2 separate regions of the Mus musculus genome follow, and region 1 is linked to region 2. The links are chromatin contacts, called in public promoter capture Hi-C maps. All regions are on one chromosome and are shown on one strand. Each heading gives the region's core, a stretch centred on a gene start, on an enhancer-like site or on the middle of the called end of the contact. The rest is flanking DNA. Distances are from core to core; before and after follow the strand shown. Region 1 holds the start of Adam5 (a disintegrin and metallopeptidase domain 5). Region 2 holds the start of Ido1 (indoleamine 2,3-dioxygenase 1).

Region 1 (3,118 bases), core at 301-2,800, 230 kb after region 2:
TGTGGACACTTTGCCCCTTCTTAGAATTGGGAACAAATCACCCATGGACAAAGACAAAGTTTGGAGCTGAGATGAAAGGATGGACCATCTAGAGACTTCCATACCCGGGGATCCATCCCATAATCAGCCTCTAAATGCTGACACCATTGCATACACCAGCAAGGTTTTGCTGAAAGGACCCTGATATAGCTGTCTCTTGTGAGGCTATGCCAGGGCCTGGCAAACACAGAAGTGGATGCTCACAGTCAGCTATTGGATGAAACACAGGGCCCCTAATGGAGGAGCTAGAGAAAGTACCCAAGGAGCTAAAGTGGTCTGGAACCCTATAGGTGGAACAACAATATGAACTAACCAGTACCCCTCTAGCTGCATATGTATCAAAAGATGGCCTAGTCAGCCATCATTGGGAAGAGATTCCCCTTGATCTTGCAAGCTTTATAAGCCTCAATATGGGGGAACGACAGGGCCAAGAAGTGAGAGTGGGTGGGTAGGGGAGTGGGGTAGGGGGGAGAGTCTGGGGGACCTTTGAGATAGCATTTAAAATGTAAATGAAGAAAATATCTAATTAAAAAAAAGAATAGTATTTATTCACTGTTTTTAAAGTCATTTTTCTGTAGTTCTACAATATGTGAAATTATAAGCAATGCAAACAAGAGCAAGACTTCAATTTAAAAAAAGAAGAAGTTGAGTGGGTAGGGCGGTATTGAGGATCTGAGGGAGGGGAAAGAATATGAAAAAAAATAATAATTAAAAATTTTAAAAGAAATTAGTCGAGAAAGACTCTAGAGGGCAGCAGTTGCCAAGCCAGGAATTTAAACGGAAAACAAAGCAAAACAAAAAAACAAAAACCAAAACAAACAAAAAAGTCAGTTTCTTTGTAGTGATGAATTGAGTCAAGACTACCATTTACATACATGGTAACAGAATTGGGAGCCCGGATACCATTCGTTGTTATCTAAGTTACAGATAAGAAAGCATTCCCACTCCGGGAATGCTTTGCAGCCAAAAGGGAGCAAAAGGAAAGCAAAGCTAATTCAGTGAGCAGGGGGCTGCAGACTTCGCCTCTGCCCCTCAAAAGCCAGAAGCTAGAAGCCTGTAGCAGCTTTGATCTCTGTACTCACTCTGGCCTGCCTGCAGCCCTTTAAGATGCAAAAAGAGCAAAAGAAGGAGGAACATGGCTCCCTTGGTGGTCTTGGAGCTTTGCTGCGGAGCAACAGGCTGGGCGGGGCGGGCGTTGTGTCCAGTAACGGAAGCTCTGGGCCCTGAACCTGCAGGGTTGTCGCTAGGGAAACCAGAGCAGAAAGGGCTGGAGAACGAGATAGATGCATAGATTCAGGTACCAACCATCCTGCTAACTGTAAAAAGGAAGGTGGATGCCTGCAGGTTTACTCTTCAGGCTAGGAAGAGCTGGTAAGGATTTTCTTTGTATCATTTATCATGTCTTTTAAAAAAAATTTACACATCACTGAGGAAAAGATATCCGAAAATATTCAGGTTACTGACGGCAGCCACGCATCTTCCAGGATACTTCGGCGTACTGTCCCCAGAATTGAGAACAATAAAATGTTGCTAACATGGCTGATCGTTTTTCATAGCTGCATACACGACACCCCCTAAAACACTCGTTGGTCAAGCACAGACTTTCAAAACATTTTCTGCGAGATCATATTGTCACCCTCTAATTCTGCAGCCCTGCGTTTCTCCTTGTATTGGTCTTTTAAAGGTGTGGATATATAAGCTGAAGTAATTACAAGAGCCAGGAAAACGGAAAACAGCCATGGAGAGAGGAGGGGAGGAGCCCCAGAGAGCGGGATGGTGGGACATAGTTGCTATGAGAGGGTGAGGCAAGAAACTTAACTGAGAAAAGGAGGCAAAAGGAAAGATAAATAACATTAAGAATATTTTCAAAAATCTCTTTCTGATTTAAGGCTTTATTATTTTTTGGTGGCCCATTAAAGGTGTAGTAGAGCAGAAAATAGAGAACTCAAGACAGAACTTAAGTTCCATAGAGGTTCAAAGGAGAAAGAAATGGCAGTAAGAGTTCCAGAATGGAAAACATACACTTTAATTGGAAATTATCGCTACAGTATTTTGAATATATTGATTAGGATATTGAAAGTGGACTGGCCAGGGTTCTGATAGTGGAAGAAACACCCTAACAATCAACTTAAAAAGAGAAAAGGTCTCTGTCTCTCTCTGTCTCTCTCTCTCTCTCTCTCTCTCTCTCTCTCTCTCTCTCTCTCTCTCTCTCTGGTTTCTCTCTCTGGTTTCTCTCTCTGGTTTCTCTCTCTCTGGTTTCTCTCTCTCTGGTTTCTCTCTCTCTGGTTTCTCTCCCTGGTTTCTCTCTCTCTGGTTTCTCTCTCTCTGGTTTCTCTCTCTCTGGTTTCTCTCTCTCTGGTTTCTCTCTCTCTGGTCTCTCTCTCTCTCTGGTCTCTCTCTCTCTCTCTCTCTCTCTCTCTCTCTCTCTCTCTCTCTCTCTCGTTTTGGAGATTCTCTCCTATGGAGGCTTGCAGTGTTGTTTTGGGCCACCATGGTAGAAAGTTAGTGGGAGCAGGAAGCAGAGGGAAAGGCAGGGCAGTGTTAGAGTTTCATCATCTCCTTTAAGAGTATGGCTCAATGGTCTCAGTCTTTCCATGAGTTGTGCAGTCTGGGCACTAATATTTATCTCATGAACGTAGCGGACGCTCATGCAATCTGAAGTAGGGAGGAGGGTGGAGTAGAACTTACTCTATGTGTTACCCTGTAGCCCTTTCACGAGCTTGAAGTTCCTTTCTCCTCTATTGTCTTTTGCACTTAGCAGCTCAACCTGGACCACATGTTAATATACAAAATAAAGTAATGAGCTATTGATGTGTCATAGGAAAAAGAAAAAGAATATTTTTAAAGCTACAGGAGACATTTTATATACTAACTTAAAAATACATATCATATATGCATATTTAGATTTTTTTCTATTTTTAGTGGAGTTATATCACAGTGAGTGATAATGCTTTCCTCAAGAGATACAGACAATCTACCAAAAATCCTAATATCATGCAATGGAGAATCCTTTGCAGTTTTTGGTCAAGTGGGCCCAAGCCCTTGGTTGCCTTACAGGATTTGAAGACAGAATCCTATT
Region 2 (3,401 bases), core at 523-3,022:
CTCATATTTACTATCACATGACACAAATAAATACTACATAGATGCAGGCAATGTCCCCAGATGAACTCCAGAACTTGGAACCACACCCAGTGCTGTCCTAATGTCCCACCCCTAGGGCTGCTTCCTGTTAGAGCAGTGTTTCTCAACCTGTGGGTCGTGACCCCTTTGAGGCTGCATTCTTTTTGGGACTACCTAAGACCATCGGAAAACACAGATACTTACATTACAATTCAAAACAGTAGCAAAATTACAGTTGTGACGTAGCAACGAAAATAATTTTACCGTCCGGGGTCATCACAACATGAGGAACTTTAGAAAAGGTTTCAGCATTAAGAAGGTTGAGAACTGCAGCGCTAAACCCTGAGGTGGTCAGTTCCACATTCGTGACCGGATACACGAAAACCTCAAAACCAGGCACGCCAGGGCACCCAAAGATGCAGGCGCCAGGACACTTGTAGCAAGGATATCAGGCTTGGTGCCCAAAGACGGGAGAGCCTGAGGCTGCATGCTAAACTGTAGTCCCGCCCCAAGCAGCAAGCCACTGGATTGGATGGGAGCTGCGCAGGATGCTCCTCGTGAGCACTGCGGGGTGCATGCTTCAGATCGCTCCCGGCTGGGCGAGCTGATACAGGCTCGCTGCTACCCTTAATTCTGCAGTGTACCCGTGCCTCGCCTTCCCGGGAACTGCCTTGGTTTTCCATATCTGATCCCAGTCTCTAGCCCACTGCCCCTAGATCTGTGCCTTCCTGGCTCCATGGCTCTTTGCGTCTGGGTCCTAGAGTCACCCGAGCTCAAAACGTGCGACTGACTACTTACTCTGTTCGGGTCTTAGTGAGACTAGGTGAGCATGGGGCACCTCTAAACGAGTATTTTGCTTCTTTGCTATTTTCCGTAAGTGTTGATAATGAAGATGTGAATGATAAATTGGTATGCGTGGCGTTTTTGCAGTCCAATTTAATGACATAATTTTTGTTTGTTCAGTGCGTTCTCAGCTTTTGTTTTATTTAAGACTGTCTGGCCTTGAATTTGAGGCTATGCCCCTGCCTCTGACTCCTGGGTGATGGAACTATAGTTGTTTCCCACTGTACCTGGTTGAGACACGAGGCATTTCCCCCACATGCACCGCACTTGGATTCCAAAACTTGCACAAAAGCACAATCAAGGTTGTTCATACCTTCCTTTGGATTATGCTTGGCAAACCACAAGCATTATTAGTATGAAACAAAAGTTGCTTGATCTATCATCTCATATACTGAAATCAGTGAGGAGCACAGATCGATCCATTTGATAAGGTTCAGAAGAGAAATGTTTCTATGGCTCTGGGCATTTGAATGTTGCTGTTTCAGGACACCGTGCTGGAAAAGTCATTGTGACAAACTGGCTTCCCTTCTATGAGCCCGTTTCCTTCACGAAACTAAAAAGACTTCTCATGTGCCCCTTCCCTCACCACTTCACATTTCCAGGTTAAGAAAGTAAGGGCTGGATTTTGAGGAAGAAGAAGAAGAAGAAACACTGAAGAGCAGCCAGGCTCCCTTTTTGTAAGTGGGCTCTGAATTTGACATCACTCATTCGCTTAAGAGAACCTGAGACAGAGCTGCTTACTTAGAAATTCATCTGTCGAGATAAATAATGAGGACAAAGCAGATTTTCACTTTTCTTACCAGTGGATGTGGTAGAGCAAAGCCCACATCTTCATCTATGTGGTGGTCTTCAAGGATCCTTCTAGAACCTTCTGTAGGAGATATTTTACTGAGTGCCATTGCTGTCTACTCCACTGACCCCCCACTTGGCCACTGAAGGAATGTCCCAGCATCTCTTATAGGGTTTAGCCAAACCCCACAGCTGACACGTAATACTCGGGGAGAAGTGGCTTCCACCTGGGACAGTTTCATTTTCTGTTTTATGTATTTGCAATTTGATAAACAACCAAACCACAAAGGATCTCTCTTCGTCATATGAAGAAACTAAACATTTGTGTTTCTTATCAGATTTATCCCATAAGGACATCAACTGTTGGCTCTGATGGCCTCAGCTTCCCAGTGCCAATTATGGTGACCGAGTGCACACTCAGGCCTCGGCCCTGGAAACCACCCCATCAGTGGTTTGGGTGGCCACCTGTTACCCCAGCAGGAGGATTGGGTGTTCAAGCCACAAAGTGCCCAACTCACATGACAAGAACCATGAGGACAGGTGACCAGGAGAATGCATTTTGCTTTAGAAAACGTTCAGAGTTTGGGTTTAAAATAAAGACAGCCGAACTAGCAATAGCTGTCCGTTATTGGCTTTCACACGAGGGAACTTATGTCCTGTTTTAAATGTCAGTGTTTTGTCTCTCCAGCTCTGAAACACAACCTGGGACACACAGGAGAGTCAGCCTCAGAAGTAGCACAGAGGGGGATCATCACCAGACCCTTCCCCCTAGTTTTCTTCCCTAGGTTCTTGTCTGTGCTAAGGCTAATGGAGGGTTCACTTCTTCACATGATTTGTAAGCCATATCTTGGAAGGTGGTCCACCTTTCCTACTCTATCTGGCTGCCAGGGACCGACTCCTGACAAGCTCTCAGCCCTGCCCACCTGGAGATTCTCTAATGTGTTCAAAAGTAAAGAGCAGCGTCAAATAACTAAAAACATTCCTTGCAATACAAAATTGAGACTCTGGTAAAGGTGTACAGAGAACTCCTAAGTTTATGTCCACTTTGATGAAATGGATTTTGGGTTTGTTGTTGTTTTGTTTTGTATGGGTTTTTAATTAATTAATTAATTAATTAATTAATTTTAAGAAAGTGCCTCGCCAATTTGTAAAACACATGAAACTGAAGAAGAACGAAGACCAAAGTGTGGACACTTTGCCCCTTCTTAGAATTGGAAACAATCACCCATAAAAGGAGTTACAGAGACAAAGTTTGGAGGTGAGACAAAAGGATGGACCATCTAGAGACTGCCATATCCAGGGATCCATCCCATAATTAGTCTCCAAACGATGACACCATTGCATACACTAGCAAGCATTTGCTGAAAGGACCCTGATATAGCTGTCTCTTGTGAGACTAGGCCGGGGCCTAGCAAACACATAAGTGGATGCTCACAGTCAGCTATTGGATGGATCACAGGGCTCCCAATGGATGAGCTAGAGAAAGTATCCAAGGAGCTAAAGAGATCTGCAACCCTGTAGGTGCAACAACATTATGAACTAACCAGTACCCCGGAGCTCTTGACTTTAGCTGCATATGTATCAAAAGATGGCCTAGTCAGCCATCACTGGAAAGAGAGGCCCATTGGACAGGCAAACTTTATATGCCCCAGTACAGGGGAACGCCAGGGCCAAAAAGTGGTAATGGGTGGGTAGGGGAGTGGGGGGGAGGGTGTGGGGGACTGTTGGGATAGCATTGGAAATGTAATTGA

Evidence for each region. Promoter capture Hi-C pulls out the DNA fragments that hold promoters and counts their contacts.
Region 1: a promoter capture Hi-C map of cranial neural crest shows a contact between it and region 2. The contact joins the promoter of Adam5 here to the promoter of Ido1 in region 2. A contact is called at or near these places in 8 of 39 promoter capture datasets (the 3T3-L1 cell line, 3T3-L1-derived adipocytes, cranial neural crest and 5 more) and 1 of 9 other capture datasets (adipose tissue).

Annotation. Positions count from the first base shown.
Region 1 is chr8:24,822,819-24,825,936 of GRCm38.p6, forward strand. Adam5 (a disintegrin and metallopeptidase domain 5) reads right to left here and starts at 1,551. Exons shown (of 21, transcript NM_007401.3): 1 at 1,122-1,551. The coding sequence starts at 1,176.
Region 2 is chr8:24,595,180-24,598,580 of GRCm38.p6, forward strand. It overlaps Ido1 (indoleamine 2,3-dioxygenase 1), which reads right to left and starts at 1,773. Exons shown (of 10, transcript NM_008324.2): 1 at 1,662-1,773. The coding sequence starts at 1,760. It overlaps Gm51565 (a long non-coding RNA gene), which reads left to right and starts at 432. Exons shown (of 2, transcript XR_003947523.1): 1 at 432-841; 2 at 1,464-2,265.